Regions from separate parts of the Mus musculus genome. Here all the other regions are linked to region 1. Evidence: chromatin contacts called from public HiChIP or PLAC-seq and promoter capture Hi-C data. All regions are on one chromosome and are shown on one strand. The core of a region is the stretch at or near the end of the contact, and the rest is flanking DNA. Distances in the headings are between cores, read along the strand shown. Region 1 holds the start of Fbxo28 (F-box protein 28). Region 2 holds the start of Enah (ENAH actin regulator). Region 3 has its middle 10 kb from the start of Gm33669. Region 4 overlaps Enah (ENAH actin regulator). Region 5 has its middle 15 kb from the start of Gm33669.

Evidence for each region. Promoter capture Hi-C pulls out the DNA fragments that hold promoters and counts their contacts. HiChIP or PLAC-seq counts read pairs in DNA pulled down with a chosen protein or histone mark. Capture Hi-C pulls out chosen DNA fragments and counts their contacts.
Region 2: a contact with region 1 is called in a promoter capture Hi-C map of adipose tissue. The contact joins the promoter of Enah here to the promoter of Fbxo28 in region 1. A contact is called at or near these places in 7 of 39 promoter capture datasets (the 3T3-L1 cell line, 3T3-L1-derived adipocytes, embryonic stem cells and 4 more), 3 of 484 Hi-C or Micro-C datasets (cortical neurons, embryonic stem cells and peritoneal macrophages), 1 of 115 datasets of contacts at active chromatin or transcription factors (embryonic stem cells) and 1 of 9 other capture datasets (adipose tissue).
Region 3: a contact with region 1 is called in a promoter capture Hi-C map of neural stem cells. The contact joins the enhancer-like site here to the promoter of Fbxo28 in region 1. A contact is called at or near these places in 21 of 39 promoter capture datasets (the 3T3-L1 cell line, 3T3-L1-derived adipocytes, the C10 cell line and 15 more), 1 of 15 datasets of contacts at CTCF or cohesin (embryonic stem cells), 9 of 484 Hi-C or Micro-C datasets (B cells, the Ba/F3 cell line, Sertoli cells and 5 more), 13 of 115 datasets of contacts at active chromatin or transcription factors (the 230-238 cell line, the SCID.adh cell line, embryonic basal ganglia and 8 more) and 2 of 9 other capture datasets (adipose tissue and embryonic stem cells).
Region 4: a contact with region 1 is called in a promoter capture Hi-C map of hippocampal neurons, with 3 times the contacts expected there. The contact joins the enhancer-like site here to the promoter of Fbxo28 in region 1. A contact is called at or near these places in 9 of 39 promoter capture datasets (the 3T3-L1 cell line, the C10 cell line, frontonasal cranial neural crest and 5 more), 3 of 115 datasets of contacts at active chromatin or transcription factors (the SCID.adh cell line, bone marrow-derived macrophages and pro-B cells) and 1 of 9 other capture datasets (embryonic stem cells).
Region 5: a contact with region 1 is called in an H3K4me3 HiChIP or PLAC-seq map of the 230-238 cell line, with 6 times the contacts expected there. The contact joins the enhancer-like site here to the promoter of Fbxo28 in region 1. A contact is called at or near these places in 2 of 39 promoter capture datasets (the C10 cell line and hippocampal neurons), 1 of 484 Hi-C or Micro-C datasets (double positive thymocytes), 6 of 115 datasets of contacts at active chromatin or transcription factors (the 230-238 cell line, double positive thymocytes, embryonic stem cells and 2 more) and 3 of 9 other capture datasets (adipose tissue, embryonic stem cells and liver).

The regions. Positions count from the first base shown.
Region 1 is chr1:182,339,660-182,343,302 of GRCm38.p6, forward strand. Fbxo28 (F-box protein 28) reads right to left here and starts at 1,947. Exons shown (of 5, transcript NM_175127.2): 1 at 1,664-1,947. The coding sequence starts at 1,930.
Region 2 is chr1:182,017,675-182,021,487 of GRCm38.p6, forward strand. It overlaps Enah (ENAH actin regulator), which reads right to left and starts at 2,306. Exons shown (of 15, transcript NM_010135.3): 1 at 1,856-2,306. The coding sequence starts at 1,860.
Region 3 is chr1:181,886,932-181,890,756 of GRCm38.p6, forward strand. No RefSeq gene overlaps it. Among named protein-coding and RNA genes, the nearest start is that of Gm33669, 10 kb to the left of the region's middle. Within about 2 kb of position 2,045, at least 44 of the 459 cell types and tissues checked have an H3K27ac peak or open chromatin away from gene starts, as enhancers often do. A contact at or near this core is called in the Ba/F3 cell line, neural stem cells, regulatory T cells and 1 more, where this site is marked.
Region 4 is chr1:181,921,958-181,925,593 of GRCm38.p6, forward strand. It overlaps Enah (ENAH actin regulator), which reads right to left. Exons shown (of 15, transcript NM_010135.3): 6 at 1,603-1,883; 7 at 1-543. Among named protein-coding and RNA genes, the nearest start is that of Gm33669, 45 kb to the left of the region's middle. Within about 2 kb of position 1,609, at least 83 of the 459 cell types and tissues checked have an H3K27ac peak or open chromatin away from gene starts, as enhancers often do. A contact at or near this core is called in bone marrow-derived macrophages, hematopoietic stem and progenitor cells and hippocampal neurons, where this site is marked.
Region 5 is chr1:181,861,773-181,865,761 of GRCm38.p6, forward strand. No RefSeq gene overlaps it. Among named protein-coding and RNA genes, the nearest start is that of Gm33669, 15 kb to the right of the region's middle. Within about 2 kb of position 1,884, at least 41 of the 459 cell types and tissues checked have an H3K27ac peak or open chromatin away from gene starts, as enhancers often do. A contact at or near this core is called in the 230-238 cell line and double positive thymocytes, where this site is marked.

The DNA of each region.
Region 1 (3,643 bases), core at 697-3,196:
TTCACCTCAGGTCTCCAAGCAGTCTATTTTCTCCTCTTCACACTTTTGTTTGTTTGTTTGTTTAAAGAAAAGGAAAAATGAGAGTTAAAGCTGACAGAGCATTTATCTAGTAGAATCAAGGCTGAACTCCAGATTGGTGGCCAAACAGTAACACACAAAACAAAACAACAATGAATGAAAAGAAGGAAAAACGACCAACAAACCAATAAAACCCCGTTTTTCTCAACACTTAACAACAACAACAAAAAACCTGTGAACATTCCAAGCTTTTCAAAGCCATTGTCTGGCTGGCTGGCTGAATTCAATCAAATGTTATGCCCAATTGCCAAACGCAATTGTATATACAGCATACATTTTGGTCAAGTACCAAGCTTTATAAAATATAAAGGAAATATTTACCACTCTACACGAAATCCTAGGATGATGCTTTGAAAATCTAGGACAACTGTATTCTGAAATACCTACTCTAAACAGAAGAAATTTTCCATTCCACAGAGTGTGGGGAAACACACACAAAACCTGCCCCGGAGTTTGAATGAATGACTGCAAGCTGTTTTTAAAGATGATTTCCTTTGAAACACAATACTGGTCAATTTAGAGATGGAAGAATAGGGCTAAAATATGGCATAGCGATGAATAAGTAACCGCCACACACAGCACATTCAGAAAGATGTCTTTGTCCTTTTATCAACAATCCCGAGCACATTTAAGTGACTACATCAAACCAGCTCACAACCACTTCAAAATGTCCACCTCCTCCAATTTCCTAACCACCTAAGGGGAAATACCCCGGTAGGAAGTGAGATATCTTCCTGAACCAAGTAATTCATCAAATCTTCGGTCAAACCTCAGGGATGTAGTAAAATTCCAATGGCAATTTTTTTTCTTTTTAAATTTTGGCTAGGACAATGTGTTATTTTTAGGGTATAATAAGTAAACCACTCCGACTGCAGGAGGGTGGGCTTGAAGCACATTTGAAAAAAAAAAGCAAACAAGCGGGAGGGGGTAATAGCTTGACAAGGGGACAAGTTGCTTCGCTATAGTAAGGAGTGTCAGGGAGGCAAAGCCAGTCAGGTCATCATCTCCCAGGGCTCTACTTTAGTGAGCAACTAAGGCTCTGGGGTTTTAAACGCACAACACAACTGCAATCTTAGAACCGCAACTGGGGCTCAAGGGGGAGCGGGGGGGGGTGGGGGGGGGACAGCCAAACCCCCTTCATCCTTTTCAAGCAGAAAGCCTGGGTTGGAGGGACAATACACACTATTCTTGCAACACAACCCAAGCCTGGCTGGGATCCTCTGCCCACTTGGGAGTGAACTCCAGAGCCCGAGCGGGCAGTCGAGGCAGGCGCCTGCCCCTTCGGGAGTCCCTGTCGCCGGTCCAGCCGGGCGGAGGGCACCAAGCCCCGCTCCGTTACTTCTCGCAGGCGGGCGCGTCCCGGGCTAGGGGCGAGGAGACCCTCGGGGCGGGGCGAGGCGCAGAGCGGAGCCTCGCCCGCCCGGCGGTCGCGATGCCAGCGCGGCAGCAGCAAGCACCCCGCCGGCCGTCGCCAGCGCCACTTCCCGGCTGCCGGGGACGCGCGCGCTCCGTGTCCCGAGCCGGCGGGGCTCCCTCCCCAGGAACGCGCCGCCCTCGCCGGTCCTCCCCAGGCCTCGGCCCTCACCAGGCGGAGCTGGCTAATTTCGTCGTAGGACATAAAGCTGAGGATGTTCTCGATGGCTACGATGGGCAGCGCCACCAGTGTGTTGTTTTGGGGCAGGTGGTCCGGTGCCAGCGCGGGCGCGGCGGGTGCCTGGGACCCGGGCGGCGGGGCCTGCGACGGGGGCGCCGGGGGCTGTCGCTGAGCGGAGCCGGCAGCCGAACAGGAGCCGCCGTCGCCGTGGCCGCCGCCTCCTTCCTCAGCCATCCGCTCCTCAGACGCCGCCGCCATCTTGGGAGTTTGATTCCTTCCTCCAATGTAAGGGGATCGGGACACTTCCTGTGCGTCACTTCCTCCTCCTGGGGGGGGGGGAGCTTAAGGAGAGGGAGGAGCTCGTGGGATGACAGCTGGAAAGAGAGGCGAGCTTTCGGTGCGTCCATCGGAAAGGAGGGAAGATAGTGCACACTTCAAGAGAGGTGGTCGTTGTAGCTCTTTAAAATCGGAGACTGCCTTGTTAGAGTGGAAACGAGCAAGGATTCCGCAAACCCTAAGAAAGGCGGTCGTCATAGTCCCTTTCATCTGATAAAAGGAACGACAATGGAGCAGTTTTCTTTAAAAGCAACTCGCCAAAGGATGATAAAAACCATATCACCTTCATAAGTTTAGACGGAAATTTGTATTTAGATCAGCATCTCCCAAGAGTCACAGTGATAATTGCAGCATATAAAAAGGAATAAAACACCGCTAGTTTAAAACTACAAGACAACAGGTAAACCCTGAAAGCACATTAATGAAATAAAAACACAGAGTCACACACCATACGACTACTTTTATGTGAAATGCCCTATGTAGGCAGGTCCATAGAGTCAGGGGCGAGAGAGAGAGAGAGAGAGAGAGAGCACAAGCGAGCTTACAACACTTGGTGCACTTCCAGAAGACCCGAGTTTGGTTTCCAGCACTAACACTGGCCTTTGGTTTCCAGCACCAACACTGGCCTTTGGTTTCCAGCACCAACAACTGGCTGGTTTACAACTGCTTAACTGAAACAGAGTGGATTCGTGGTTGGTGGAAGTTGGGAATAAGGGAAGTGTGGAAGACAACAGACAGTTAATGGGTGCATTGTTTCTCACTGGAGGAATAGCCAGTGCTCTTAACCTCTAAGCCATCTCTCCAGTACCTGAATTGTGTGCTTAAAAAAAAAAAAAAAAAAAAGACTTTTATTCTCTGTGAATCAATTTAGGTGAGAACCAATGAAAAGATGCTAAAACCAGAAGACAAGCCTGTGGTAAGGTGTAGCACGTAGTCTCAAAATAACCCACTTCTCATGTAATGCATTAATCACAAAATAAGAAAGGTATGATACAGAAATTCAGGGAACAGGCTTATAATCACATGATTAGGAGTACCACCACAAGTTGTGGGAGGAAAGATCATCACGTGCCTCTTACTAGGACGCCCCATAGGTGACCCAGCATAATGTAGTATTATTTCATGCATAAAAATACACACTCTGCATCTGAAGTAAACAAAGTCAGGTTGGACTTGGTGGTGGTTTGGGTAAGATTGTTTCCTACAAGTTCAGATATTTGAACACTCAGTTCTGAGTTGGCCTTGCGCTTTGGGGTTTCTTTGGGAGGTGGGGCCTAGCTGAAGGAGGCGTGTCACTAGTAGACAGTGATTGCTTATAGTCCCACTCAACTTCCAGTTTGCTCTCTGGTGGTTTGTGCTGGAGGGTGAAGATGTGGTCTCTCAGCTTCCAGCTCCTCCCGCCATGCTTGCCACTTCATGCTGTGTCTCCTCGCCATGATGGACTCTTTCTTCTGTAACTTGCCTTCGTCCTGGTATTTTATCACGGTGACAGAAAAGTGACTAACGTACAGACTTGAACCTGTACTGATTCTGTCTTTGACTCCCATGATTCCAGTTCTTAGGTTTCATCCAGGATAACCAAAGTTCCGGTGCATGAGCCGTCTCGAGCACATTCAAACCACACGCACATCACAG
Region 2 (3,813 bases), core at 1,056-3,555, 320 kb before region 1:
AAGTCCAGACATAACTTACTGAGACAGTGTATGATTTAAGTTTTACTAAATACTTCAAACTTGAATATATTTTGTTCACAAGCTTTCAAATAGCTTTGATCAAATGTTAAAATACCCTGCTTTATTTTGTCCTTTTAATGTTTTAAGAAAATTATTGCAAGTCTGAAAAAAAAAAACCAAAAAACTACTAACTACTAACTTGTTGGGCAAGACCTATATAGCATTATGTCACTAAAGTACAATCAACAGTATGTAATATTACCTGACAGAACAGTCATGTTTTTTAACAGTTCCTGAATTTTCAAGGCCACCAGTAGCTTAGCAAAAATGCACAAAAATATAACAGGTTTCTCAACTTGCATTTTACAAAGATTAATCTTGATTTCTATGCCATTAATTACTTTTTAAACATTTGAAATAAGTTGTATGAAATCACCCAGGAAAAGGGGTCACTTGGCAAAAATCTAACACTAACATAAAGATCTGTCACCCAGAATCAGAAAAATTCATAGTAAGCTTAAGTAAACACAGCACAAAAATATACTTAAAATTGTAACGGGTCTGTGTTCAACCCTGATTTTTTTTTTTTTTTTTGAGGAGGGGGATATAAAAGCTAAAGTTTCAAACAGAAATAAGGGGGGAAATTCCAATGACAAGATTTTCAGGCCAAAGAGAAGGAATTTGAAGATATTATTCAAATCTCATTTCATTACATTATAAAGGTCTTGGCAACCGTCGGCCATTAATCTTTAACACAAAGGAGATTCAAATCCAAATGAACTGAAAGACTATCTCGGGAGGGAGGAAGAAACGGAGGAATTTACTTCATCCACAATTGTTTAACCTAAAAGGGAGGCCTTTAAGGATGAGTACGCAAAATGCATCAGCCTTCAGTCTACGAGGTCCTATTTCTCACTAAGTCTTGCACCAATCCAAAAGCGGGAGGTTATGGACACAAAACAACCTTAGGAAAGGCTTGGGGTGGGTGGTCGCCAATGAGTGACACACCACATCATGGTTTATTCTCCTACACAACTGGAGAGACAAAAATTAAAAAACATCACACCATATGTTTCACCGTATCAATCAAAAAGCATTTCACCACGGTACATCCAAGACTTTCCTTTGGGGCTGAAAAATAAATAAATAATTGTATTGATTACAGAGGAAGGGAAACGCGGCCGCTTCTGCTGCAATGCAACACAGGCTGCTACGAACCGGAGAGAAGGGCTTTCCAAACAAAACCCTCCCCCGCCCGGGCTTACAAACCTCAACCAACTTATCCCAGCCTCACACTGTCCCCCGCCAGAGGAAACCTAGTAAATGCTCTCCCTTCCCCCACCATCGAGAAATGTTCACCTTTCCCCGCTCCTCCGCTTTACCCCTACCAGAGGCACTTTATTCCCCGCAGAGATTTCAAACCTTCCAAACTTTCCTCCCCACCCCCCTTTTAATTAAACACTAGAGCTTTGTACTAAAAGTGCAGAGAATTTTTACAGATGTACGGAAAATACCTGTTTCTCGGCAACGAGCACGCTACGACTACCGAGCCCCTCCCCATCTCCTGGGTTTCGTTAACCCAGGCTGGGGGAGGGAGGGAGGGAGCTGGCATATTGAATTGAGGAAGGGAAATCCTGGGTAAAAGAAGAGCATCGGAGGGGGACACCGGGAGGAGCCCCCTCCCCCAAATCAGAGCGGCTGGGCAGGGCAGCTGGACCGGAGAAACCCGAAGGGACAAAAGGGAGCGAGAAAGAGCCGGGAGAGCCGAGCCGGCGCCGCGGGCCGGGGCAGGCGGGTCCGCGCAGAGCGGTCGCGGCGCCGCGGCACAATGGCTGGCGGCCCGCGCGCCCCTCACCTCATGGTGCCGGCGGCGCCGAGGCTTCCCCGGCGCGGGAGCCGCCGAGCGGAGGGTCTCTTCTCAGGCGGGGAGGCGGACGCCGCGGGGACGCGCGAGCAGAGGCGGCTCCGGCTCCGGCGGCCGGGCTACACCATCTCCGCGCGCAGAGGCGAGGCGCCGGCCCGCCGAGCGCGAGCGACCACGGGCTGGGGACGGGGCACGGGGCCGAGGCGCCGAGCGGGTCCCCGGCGGCCGCCGCCTCCTCCGCCTGCGTCGCCGCCTCCTCCCCGCCGAGCCTCGTCCGCCGCTTCAGACGGGAGCCGCCGGGGCCGCGCGCCCGTCCGTCCGTCCGTCCGTCCGCCCGCCCGCCGCTCCAGAGGCCGCTCCGAGCGCGCCGCCGTCACCGCCGCCGCCGAGGCCGTGAGGAACCGGCAGCTGCTGCAGCCGCGGGAGGAGAGCCGGGCTCGCCGCGGGGCGCCGGGGGCGGGGCGGCGGAGGAGCACGCAGGCGCCGCCCTCCTCCCGCCGCCCCCGCCGCTCCCGCTTCGCCCGCTCCCCTCCCCCTCCCTCCCGGGGCGAGGGGCGTTGCGCACGAGGGGGCTGCGGGGCGGCGGCCGAGGCGAGGCGGCGGTGCGGCCACGGCCCTTTGTTGCCGCCCACCCGGCTCCGCGCCCCCCGCGGTCGGAGGGGGGCTCGGCGCCCGCTCTGCCCTTGACCGCGCTCTCCTGCCGCGGCCTTCCCGCAGCCCGGAGGCTGAGGTGAGGAGCGAACCGCGGTGGGGGGGTTGGGGGGGGCGTGACGAGCCGGGCGCGATCGCGGAGAGGACCAGGGCGCGCGGGCCGGCATCCCCCTCTGCGCGTCCCCGCCGCGATGTGATTCCCTCCCACCCACCCCCACCCGTGGGATGTAGGCGGGATGTAGGAGAGTTCCGAACACGCAAAACGTGGCCATCGTCGTCCCCCGGATTCCCGAGGACCCCCGAGCGTGCTGGACCTGGGGATCCGGCCGACGCGCGCACAGTACTGGGATGACTGCACAAACACACGCGCGCATAAACGCGCACACACACACACACACAGCTAACGCATCGGTGTCGGGAAACGCGGTGGCCCGAGGCACGCGGAACCCTGTGCAGCCGCGAGAGACGCAGCCCGTGGAACCCTTTCTGTCGTCACCAGCTGAAAGGGAATCCCGGCCGGGGGCGGGGAGGGATGGAAACTGAGGATAATTTTAAATGCTCTGTCTTTCACCTAGTCTGGAGCTCACCTCCTTGAGAAGGTAGATAGAAAATACTAACGCAGCGAATGGTTTAGTCAGATGGTGCAGGAGGCCTCTGAGAAGCCCGAATTTGGGGCGGGGGGTGTAGAATGAAAAACAGCAAATCCAATGATCTAATAAAATTTTTTAAAAACTGAGAGCCCGCTTTCGTGCGCAGTATACAGATGCCTAGACTAGGTTAGAAAGGGTTTTTGCAGCTACCCGATTTCTATTACATCCAAAATGGAGGACCTAGCAATACTGCAGGAATCCATTCAAAAGTTTGATGTTCCATATAAAATGAGCTGCGGTTCTAAAGATACTTATGAAAGCTGGCATTCTGGGCACTTTCAAATGACAAGCTAACGTATCCTATCCATCCTTGGTCAATGCCTGAATTGTCTGGAGAACAGTTTAACCTGTTTTAACTATGAAAAGCCTCCTGGTTTCAGAGCTCAACAAAGGCGGTTTGCTTTTTGGAAGGAAGCCCTGCAAGAAGCAGTGACCTAGAGCTGTGGCACAGGACCAGGGTGGCCTCGGGTAGTAAAAAGCACGGTGCCTCTGCTCTAAACATGGTGTACTTGAAGAACACTAATTTCCACCCACATAGCTAATTACAGCTTGCCATCACAGAGCATTTTATTCAAGGATCTCCAAGGACTGAAGAGAAAACAGCCCTGTCAGCCAAATGTCCTTGTTGCCCATATTACGAGAAGAGAC
Region 3 (3,825 bases), core at 795-3,294, 450 kb before region 1:
AAACCAAAACAACAACAACATCAAAATAACAACAACAAAAACAGCAAAGCAAACAATAAGTAGAAGACTATTTCTCTCCCTGAGCCCAGCAATCAGCACACAGCAGATCACTAGATACCCAGGCCTCCTAAGATCAAAGAGAGGATCCTAGCTCCAGCAAAAGATTATCTGGCAGGCTAGGAAGAAGTTTACTTAGCGGAGGTGGAGGATACTTTGATATGCCATTCTCAAGACCCAGGCTGGGCATCAGGAACTCTGGGCACAGGAGCAGAGAGGCTTTGCTGAATGCCCTTGGGTGACCTTGAACTTCTGATCTTCCTGCCTCCACTTCCCGAGTGCTAGGATTAAAGGTGTGTTCCACCATGTCCTGTCTTCTTGAGGTTTGGGATCAAACTCAGAGTTTCTAACATGCTAGGGACACACTCTATGAGCGGAAATGTATATACCCAGCTTGGTTTTTTTTTTTTTTTTTGGCAGACTGTCCATTGTGTCCTGGCCTCAAAACAAAGACAAGGCCAGAGCAGAGCGCACTGTTGTGTGGACTCCACTCAGGCCCATAGTAGGCTGACAGGGAGGTGATGCATGTCCAGGTTAACCCTGAGCAAGCAGGGTGCTTGGAGGGCAAAAATGTCACCATCACATCTGTCCTGCCACTAAGTGGCAAGGTGGACCCCAGAGCCAGAGGAAGTAGGACAAATGTCTCCTGCCTCCTGCTGCAGCCCTGTCCTAAGTCTGAGGCCACTGTTTGCTGCTGAATTTCTCTAGTGTCCAGGAGAGTGAGCGAAGAGGGACAGTGTCAGAAGGGACTGAGAGCTCTTGGGTAAGTGACATGTTGGACCCAAGGCAGAGAGCTAGAGGCCCAGGGCTGACATTGGCACCTAGGGAAGTCAGTGGCTCTTCTGCCAGCTCACTTTCACTGTGAGCTTTGCCTGGGAGTCCACCCAAGTTGCACGTAACTCCTAAGCACAGATGCCTCCACTCAAGCCATCTGTAGCCATGAGCCACAAGAGCTGAGACTACACATGAGCCACCTTGTCAACTGGGGATACAGGGCCCCTCAGTCCTCCCCTGTTACTGGGAGAGCCAGTCTAGAGGACATGGAGATGGCCTTCGCCCTCAGAGCCCACCGTGTTAGGCCATTGCTAGCTGGTGGACCCAAAGGCCTTAAGCAGTGGGCTATGAGATGGTCTCTAGGCCCAGTCCCACCATGGGCCTATCAGAGGGGAGACACCTGTCCAGGTGCAAAGATAATGAATGCTTGGTCCTCTGGCTTCCTTTGGTGAGCCTAGACTTTTGGGTAAAGCTCTGTGTGAATGCTGTAGGCTGACTCCTGCAGTTCAGCATATTCCACTACGTGGAACATGCTAGGAAGAAACAAAAACACCTACTCAGCTAGTGACTGAAGCCTCCATTCTGATTGGTTCCCCTGATGGCTACCATGGGTATAGAGGATGGCAGATCCACACTTCAGTTCTGCAGTGCCTTCAACACACTGCTCTGTCTCCCTGGTCTTCATTTTTGTGGCTCACTAATGCTCAGGATCTGCCCTTGGCTGTCTTCGGCTCTCAGATGTCTGTTTCTACCTCCCAGGGTATCTTCCTGCTTTCTATCTCCGGTGTTCCTCTCCCCGTGCTCAATGGCTAGCCATGCTCCTAGCCCTGAGACCTCTCTTCTACCCCAAACTGCAGGCATGTACAAAGAAAGGGCTCCTGCTTTGACCCTACCTGCCGCTTCGCTCACAGCACGCACTTCACATTTCCAGCATAATCTTGACCAGTAAAACATCTGACTGTAGAAGTTGGCCGGCCTGTAGGGCCCATCTAGAATCTGGACACTCCGGGGCTCCCCTCACCACAGCGACAACAGTGTATGGAGTCTTCCTTCATAGTCTCTGCATACTTTCTCCAGCTTTAAAGTCTCATTTTTTCCTTAGCAAATCCTCGGGTTTGGAGCCCGTGTCCACCCATCAACATGCATGGCTGTGCGCTGTGCCCAAGTGTGAGAAGAGAAGGAACAGACATTAGCCAGCAGAGGGCGCTGCCTAACAGCCAGGAGACGCGCTGCCTAGAGCTACCGCTGGGAGGCGCCCGAGCACTGCAGCTTGGATAGCCCCGGCCAGCTGGGTGACACTCTTAGAGACAATGAGAGGGACAAGCAGAGGAACACTGGTTTCTCCCCCATCACTTTTGATGCCTGCCTAGGTCTATCCTGGCATTGTGTCTTGACTTTCAAGCTAGCCTGGCCTAATCGCAGGCCCAGACCCAACATCTGCTCTCAGTGCAGCTCACCAGGCACCGAAAAGCCAGAACTGATGTGGAAGGTGGGAATGACTTCCTGGGGTGCTGAGCAAACAGGATCTCTGCTTTCCTCCAGAGATGAGATGGGGACAAGGCTCATTCTGGTCAGAAGGAGGCAGAAGAAAATGGTCACATTGTAGCTCCCTCCTCTCCCGGGAGGAAGGCTCAGCATTTAATCCAGCTGTAGGTACTGAAAAAAACGTCTTTCAAAGGAGCTCCCAAGGGGCTGGTGAGATGGCTCAGTGGGTAAGAGCACCCGGCTGCTCTTCCGAAGGTCTGAAGTTCAAATCCCAGCAACCACATGGTGGCTTACAACCATCTGTAACAAGATCTGACGCCCTCTGAAGACAGCTACAGTGTACTTACATATAATAAATAAATCTAAAAAAAAAAAAAAAAAAAAAAAAAGGAGCTCCCAAGGTCCTTGGAAGCTCGGGGGAAGATCACATACCTATGATGGTCAATTTTGAGAGTCAAATTGACTGGATTGTGGCGTGTCCTGATCATTTGGGCAAGTGTTATTCTGGGTGTGTCCCTGGGGCTGAAGTGCCATGTCAAAGTGGCTGTGAGAGAACAGAACTTGGCCCCAAGTCTCACCACAAGGGACTGGCCCTTTCTCAGTTGCCCCACGCCCTTCGGGAGCACTTCCGGGAATGCGCTGCACCTCTAATCACAGGTGCCTCTATAAAATCTTCACTTTTTCCTGCTTCCCACTCTCTCTTTAGGGATTCCTACAGGAACCCTTTGCCTAGGCATGGCCTAAACAATGGTACTTTGGTTTTAAGTGCCGAGGAGGAAGGTGGTTGCAAGCAGGTCTGGTAAAGTCAAGCGTCAAGTCTGCTGGCTCAGTCTAACTTTCCTCTCCTGTTGCAAAGTGGATGCAGTGGCTCTGAGAATTAAATACATGTCATCAAGAAAGAGAACTGAAGACTGAGTGAGGTTTGGGCAAAGCGCTTTTCCACATTGATCTTCCTCTTATGTTGGAGGAAAAAGTCTTTGCTGAACGTTTCCAAAACATGTCCCATTTCATCTCACTGTCCAGAAAGAGCCACGAGGACCCCTCAGAACAAATCTGGATCTACATTCTTGAGATCAAAGGGATTCAGCTGAGACCTGAGCAAGTCAGGATCATAGCAGCGGAGGAAGGGGCGGAGGTGAGGAGGGAACACATTGTTCAGGCATCTTATGGTCTCTGTCTCCTCCAGCTGCTGGCCCCAGGATGATGGGCAAGTGAGGAACTCAGACTTCCACCTGGGCCTCCCGGAGCCTCAAAAAGCTTTCAGCAGACAGGGATGTTTTGGTCATACAGTGCTCTGGCTACTGTAAGAGGAGGGCAGTAAACTGGGTGGGGTGGGGTGGGGTGGGGTGTTGGGTGTGTGTGTGAGGTGACTGGACGGGGTGGGCTCATCATGAGGACCCTTTAGAGGCAGAGCCATAGCTTGCTTATCTCTGGACAGGTGAAGCAAACCCAAGAGATGCTGAGAAATGGAGTCTAGGGTGACAGTGGAAAAGGATGGGAAGGTGGCAG
Region 4 (3,636 bases), core at 359-2,858, 420 kb before region 1:
GCCCTGAGGTAGGCGGTGGAGACACTGGGTATGTTACAGAGTCTAGCGACCCATTGGGTGCTGTTGGTGACGGAGGCATTTGGGGCACAGGAGAGGAGACACAAACGGGAAGGACAGGCCGTGGGCCAGTAGCTTTGCCAGGGGGGCTGCTAATCATTATTGGAGGAGATGGAGGGAGGGGCGAGAAATTGGAAGTAGGCCAGGCACAGGACTTCGCAGCTGGAGGCTGAGAAGAGGGTGTGTTCACAGGAGAAGAAGGTCGAGAGTTTTTGTTGAGAGGACGAGGAACTGTAGCGTAATGGGGAAGAACAGGGTGGAAGGCTGAACCTAGAGATGTTGCAAAACGTGTCGCTGCGTGTCTCAGTGGTGGTGTAGGGGGTGTGGAAGTAGGTGGCAAAGCAGTCACTACAGCGTAATCAGGAGTGGCGTCTGACACCGGAGCTGAGATGACTTTAGCATATGATGGAGGAGGTGCCGAAGGCGGCTGGCAACTGGAATACTCAGGAAGTGGAGCACTAGACAGGGAGCTGTCTGAAGATGGAGCTGGACATAAGGTGGAAAGCAGCGGCAAAGACAGGATAAAAAAGGAGAGAGAAAAAGGGAGCCAGTGAAGCCCGAGACCAGCATCAGACAAAACGCACAAACGTGGATGACAGTTAGCACCAGGGGATTAGGCAAATAACTGTCTCCACTGGAGAAAACTTAACTTGTAAGCACATTTCGAAACCCAAAAGAGGATGAAATAAGTTCTTTTAAATATGTGGATTAATAATTTATCCTCTACAAGGATAGTAACAGTCTTAATGTTTATTACTTAGTCCACTAAAAACTGCATCAAAATTATTATAAACAGCAGAATAAACCGAGTTGTGGTTTCAAACCTGGCGAAATGTTTACTACGATGGGAAAGGAATGCCCAACTCAGTGTCTTATTTTTGGACATCTCTACCTTCTTAGCCATAACTCCAGACAATTATGCAGTTAAGAACAATAAATTAACCAATACTGAACCGGCATTGGCCTCTCATATAGCTCAAGATTAAAATTCTTTGATAAATATTAACCATCTTAAATGTTTATACTATATCATAATCCTCTATGACACTATAAATTCCATCAGACTGTGATTTTCTTCATCATACCAGAAAATGTTTAAATAACCGGTTATTTTTGAGAATATTTTTAATCTATTTTAATTTTTCCTTCAGAAATCTAACTATAACCAAGCTAACTTCTTGTTGTACGTAGCATAATACATACAGTATGTGATAATTTTAAGCAATGGCACAAGGGAAATATCTTCCAAGATCATTATAAATTTTTTTTTGCATAAAAACATTCACACTTTATAGCTGAATTTTAGGGCGTTAAGAAAAATTAAAACGACAGACTAAAAATTCCCAAGGGCTTCCTTTTAGTTTCTAAGCAATAAAAGGAACACTGAAGCAATATTTGTTGAGCATTTATCCTAACTACAAACTGTACTGCTTATTCCCAAGCACCGCACATGGGAAGTATCGCCACTGACAGCTGCAGGAGCCTTGGCCCATCTCGGCTGTAGGAGGTGCGCGTGTCGCGCATGCGCGTCTGCAGACTCCTTACCAGCATTGGACATTCTGCGCTCTCGCTCCCACTCCACTTGCTCCCGCTCCAGCTGCTCCAGGCGCTCTCGCTCCCGCTCCTGCCTCTCTCGCTCCAGGCGCTCCAGCCTCTCCCTCTCCAGCCGCTCCACGTGCTCCCTTTCCTGCCGCTGCCGCTCCAGCTGCTCTTGTTCCAGGCGCTCCCTCTCTAGCCTCTCTCGTTCTAGTCGTTCTCTCTCCAACCTTTCCCTCTCCATTCTTTCCCTCTCCAGTTCCTTCTGTCGCTGCTGTTCTTGCAGTTGCCTGAAATTAAACATTGGACGAATAAAAATATGCACTTATGGCTATACATCACTACAGTGAGTGGATGTTCACCTCACGTCTGATTCAGACAGACGCAGAACACGCTGTCACTACTTCCCCACTTAGGAAAGCTTCCTTACAGATATATAAAATCTGTATAGTCAGGATATAAAAAAATTGTATTTTATTCCAATGGGACTAGTAAGCTCTTAACATGGGTTCAATCAACACAATTTATGAGAATAGAGTTGCAAATAAACCTACCACTTTGATGGCCAAGTCATTATATTAATCAGATGATGAAATAATTATAAAGTGAAGTATAATCTCCTTTTCTTTCTTTCTTTCTTTTTTTTTTTTAAAAGATTTATTTATTTATTTATTTATTTATTTATTTATTTATTTATTATATGTAAGTACACTGTAGCTGTCTTCAGACACCCCAGAAGAGGGCATCAGATCTCATTACAGATGGTTGTGAGCCACCATGTGGTTGCTGGGATTTGAACTCAGGACCTTCGGAAGAGCCAGTCAGTGCTCTTAACCACTGAGCCATCTCTCCAGCCCTTCTTTCTTTCTTTTTCTTTTTTTCGAGACAGGGTTTCTCTGTGTAGCCCTGGCTGTTCTGGAACTCACTCTGTAGACCAGGCTGGCCTCAAACTCAGAAATCTGCCTGCCTCTGCCTCCCAAGTGCTGGGATTAAAGGCGTGCGCCACCACACCCTGAGTAATCTCCTTTTCTTAAAAATGAAACATTTTAGCTGCACAAGTTATTTCAGAAAACACAATGATCATAGCCACAGCTAAATAAACATTTACTGAATTGAAAATAAACCGAGTTAAGTAAGAAATAAACTATACATTTTATATCCATAAGTAACTATAGTTATTTGGTACATATGTGTAGGCTTTTGCCTTATAATAACATACACATACAACTTTAAAATTCAAGCAAATCAGTACCATGTCACCATGACTCTGAAATCTGCCTTTTCTGATACAATACATACTGGAAAAATTACCCTAAAACTTTAGTTTGGCATCTTTAACTCCCACGAACACGTCAGCACCACTGCTTAGCTCTTGAGTTTAAGCAGTCTCCAGTGTAGGATATAATTTACCCTATTATTATTATTCATATTACAATAAACATTTATCTTACTAACCCTGAAACCTCCTCCAACTACTTCTAGGTGGACAGGCAGGCAATTCTAAAGATTCTTAATATATGGTTCTCTGGTATTTGAGGAAATTATCTAAAAAGCAGTTATCTTTCTTTATACATGTTCAACAGCATTTAGCTAATATTAAAGAAGATAACACAATAAAAGCTCTTTAAAATGTATAGTACTCCATAAAGTAGACTGTTGTATTGATGATCGTTCAGAAAAGCTTAGAACTGGAACCTTTTCTGGACCAACCATCCAGCTGGGCTCTGGTAAGACGAAGAGTTACATGAAACCCACAAACCCACAACAAAACCCACAAACAGAAAACAACAGTAAAATACTGGAAAAAGAACTTTCACCCGTCTAAGGCAGCTATAAAAACAAAAGGAAAAAGCCCATCCTTCAAATCAATTCTTTACATACCTCACTCAAAACAGCCTTTCTCTACACAATGTCCCGTTCACATATCAATGGCGAGTTAGGCAGGGACCAACTGCAGTACTTCTTTTGAGTCATTAAGAAACAGACTACTAATGAAATCACACTTTCAGGGTACATTTACTATAATATTTGATAATTTATCAG
Region 5 (3,989 bases), core at 634-3,133, 480 kb before region 1:
GGTCTACAGAGAGAGAGTGCAGGGCATCCAGGGATACACAGAAAAACCCTGTCTCAAAAAAAAACAGAAGAAAAAACAAACAAACAAAAACAAAGCAGCCCCTCCCCCCAGGGGTTTACCTTGACTGAAAAACAGCACCCATCAGTAGTGTTACCCAATTTGGGGTTCACAGCTTGTGTACCAACAAAACAGGTTCAGCTAGCCTCTCTCCATAAGACAACTAAAAGAGCCAGACTCACAGTAAAATGTAGAAAAAAAGAGATGTGACCACGTTGAGAAGGACAAAGATGGACTCCCTCTCCCATGTCCATCTTGGGGTCCTGCTTAAAAAGAAGGCAAGGTTCTGCCTAAGTCATCAGTAAGGCATAGTCCTGCCCACCACCAGCTCTGCGTAAACTTCAATACTGTCATGAAAGGTGACCACTTGGGTTGGTCGCTTTCCCCTCTCCCAGCATGACATTCCCAAGGAGGAGAGCTTCCTATCTTTGAGGTCCATGGTTTCCAGAGTTTCTGTAGGACATCTTCATCACTGTTGTGTCAGTTACACTGTGGGGATGGAAGGGGAGAGACACAGACATGATGGGTGTTCTATCTGCCCCTTCTCTGGGTCTCAGGGCAGTTGGCAAGTAGGGAGCCCTGACTCTTGTCCACATTCTAACCCCTTTGTCTGCATCTATGGACCGATTGGTTTTGAAAATCCACCCAGCAATCTGGGAGAGATGGGAGTTGCCATCTGAAGGACTTGGCCAGACCATACTGTTTACAAGATAGCAAAAAAAAAAAAAGTCCCTGGTAGGGATGGATATATGCAGACTGCAGACAGAAACCCTTGGAGTTCAGTGGGGTGGAGCCTCCAATCTACAACCCTGTGATGGTCACCTCAGAAGTGTCCTGAGCATCCAGGTAGGGTGAAAATTGTCAAGACCATCAAGGGTCCTCCCTCCTCCCTACAGCTCCCGAAGTTCCTGCCCCTGCCAACCATCTGGCTTAGCCAGTGAACATGGCTGGAGCTAGGGCCGGAAAAGATCTTCCACAGAAAAGATGCCTGAAGATCCGCCCTTGGAGATTGTTAACCATTAACAAAATTCCCTGGCATGGTACCTCCCCAGGGTGCAGAGTGGTGTGGGCGAGCCCTCTAAGAAGCTCGGGGAAGCCTGCTGTAAACTGGCGCCACAGAACAGGCCAAGGCTGCCTCTGAAAGCCCTTTTCAGGCCGCAGGGTTCCCCAGGGTGAACTTCACAGTCGCTTTGATCTTAATTAGCATTGTAGGATACGAAAATCTAAAGCCACACTCTTCTAAGGGGCTAACCCAGGGCCCAGAGACAGATGGTGCCAAGAGATGGAGTTTCAGGGGTTGGGACAGGCCAGCCATAATGCTGAGTCTGGCGAGTGACAATAAATACGAGGCCAGCCTTACCTCTACAGTTTGCATTAATGAACAAGCATAGGGTTATACGGGCAGTGAATATGTCCACAGAGACTCCTCATTCCTCAACTTGCTATGAGAGGGAATTCCTACGGGAAACTGTGTGCGGGCGCTGGTGAGCATGTCCCAGCCCGGCCTGAAGAGTCCCTACTCTTTCCCATGTTGTTACCCTCCCAGACTCCTGTTTTAATATATTTGTGTATCTATTGTAGGGGTAAAGGTGGGATGCTGGCCACAGTCGGCAAGTGGAGACCAAAGCACAACACTCAGGAATCAGTTCTCTTTTTCCATCATCTGGGTCCCAGGGATCAAATTCAGGTTGGCAGGGATGGTAGCCAGCGCCTTGGCTTAATATCTGGCCAACCTGATTCTTGTTTGGATAGACACCGGGGCTCGTGCTCCCCGGAGTAGCTCACCCTGCTGGAGCGTCTGAGGAAACGCCCCTTCCCAGGCAGGATGATGCTACAAAGGACATCAAACACCACTGAGAGAAAAAGGAACAGGGCAACCTGTGCCTACCCTCTGCAGAGGAAAAGGAAAAGCAGAGACTCCTGGCGCTTTTTCATTCAGGAACCTTCTCCTTGTGCCAGATACCACTAGAGTCTAGCCATAGTGCAGTGGGAGAAATGTGGCACAGTGGGGCTGTACTCCGACCTGAATGAAGCCAGGGGTCCCAGAGAAGGACAGGAAGAGCCATAGCTGCTATCCCTAGGAGAAGCCCCTGAAAAACGAGCCCAGAATGAGCTTCATCTGTGGTATTAGAGAGCAAGCACCCTCGTCTCCCCTCTCCCGCCCCCACTTCTCCCTTTCCATCCCAATGCCCTCTCCTACTCCATCCCTAAACACCTGCCTGCGGCTGGACTCCCTGGGATCTCAAACCCAAAATAGTGGCCAATTCAGAGTTGAACACAGATCTCAGTGAGGCAGGGGTGTTCACAACTGGTCAGCCTGACCCTCTTCCTCTGATGCAATGATTCTGAACCCCAGTAAGTGGGCTTTGTTCCCGGAACAATCAGCATTGGAAACATCATGGGGGGGGGGGTGACCCTACTCCCGGCACTGTTGGCCCCAGCTCTGGGAACTCATGATAGAGTTCACACAAGTGTCTCTAGGACAACGTTCTTCAGCCACCCGGGTTCAATGGAAACATTCATCCTTCCCAGACACCCACCTCTGGGCTTTTTGTCAATTTAATGGGGACAGTATTTATCCTTCCTTTTGTTTGTTTGCTTTTGTTTTTTGTTTTGTCAGTTTTTGGGTGTGTTTGTTTGATTGATTGTTTTTGGGGACAGGGTTTCTCTGCGTAGCCCTGGCTGTCCTAGAACTCACTCTGTAGACCAGGCTGGCCTCGAACTCAGAGATCCACTGGCCTTCACATCTTGCTCAAACAAGAATGTTTAGGTTGAGATCTGAACTTCTGCAGACAAGGTTCAGCCTGAGGGACCTTTGTTCGGTGGCCCTCGCACAGTGGCCTGTGAGTCTCCCAGGCCACTGTCAGCCCAGTGTAAACTCAGCCTGGAGATTGCCCATCACTGTGGGGGTCCCAAAGCCTCCTGCTCTGGTATTGACTAAAACCTTGGTTGTGACCTAGCAGTATATAGGGCCCTGCAACCTAACAATATATGGGCCTCTTTCCCTCCTGACCTTCCTGACCGACTCTCAAGGTCAGACTTGCTGACACCTTGTCTCAGAGCCTTGCACTTCTTCCCTCTGCTGCTCTGCCTGCCTCTCCTTTGCTGAGATTTTAGGATAAGAGATGTCAGAGTGGATGCCAGCTGCCCATTCTGACAAATTCCTCTGCCTTCACACCTTTCCATACGGCTGTCCCCTCTGGCACCTTGGGCTCCCCTAGGAGTTGTTACGTAACATTTTCCTTAAACAGAAAGGCAAACAATTCAAAGGCCACCTGCTTCTAGCACCCAACCCCACACCTGCTAGGCTCACAGGGTAGGGCAGAGTCTATCCTTCCCTCCCAGAATCTGCACGCTAGCATGGGAAATGGGGCTGGGGTTTATATAGATACAGATACAGATATATAGATATATAGGCTCGCTCACACACACCTTTCTTCTGTCTCCCAGTCTACAGAGCTCCTGGGGAGTTGAGGCAGGGGTGGGGATGAGGTCTGTGGAGCTTGGCTACTCTGCCAGGGCCCCACCCCCACCCCCACCGCTGCAAACCCTGCAGTGTGGGTGCTCTTGCTGTTCTGAGGTCAGAGCTATCAGGCTCAGACTGGTTCATACTGCAGAGCCGGGCCTCAGTTTGTGTTCTCCTCACAGTTTGGCTCCTTTGAGCCTCTCAGAGCTCAAGGGCCATGGTCTGAGAATGAGATGTGCTAGGGAACTCAGCAGAACAGCTGGCCACTGATGGAGTCAGAGGGTGGGCATAGACTACACCAAGAGAGCCAGAGCCAGGCAAAAGCCAGCAGGCGCCGGGACTGTGAGGATCAGAGAAGTCAGGATCTGTACAACTAAGGTCAGGACCAGGCTGGGGACAGGTTCTCTACACCCTTGCCACACTCCAGGTGTGTCAAAGGTGTGTCTCCCAGAGGCGGTGCTGTCTC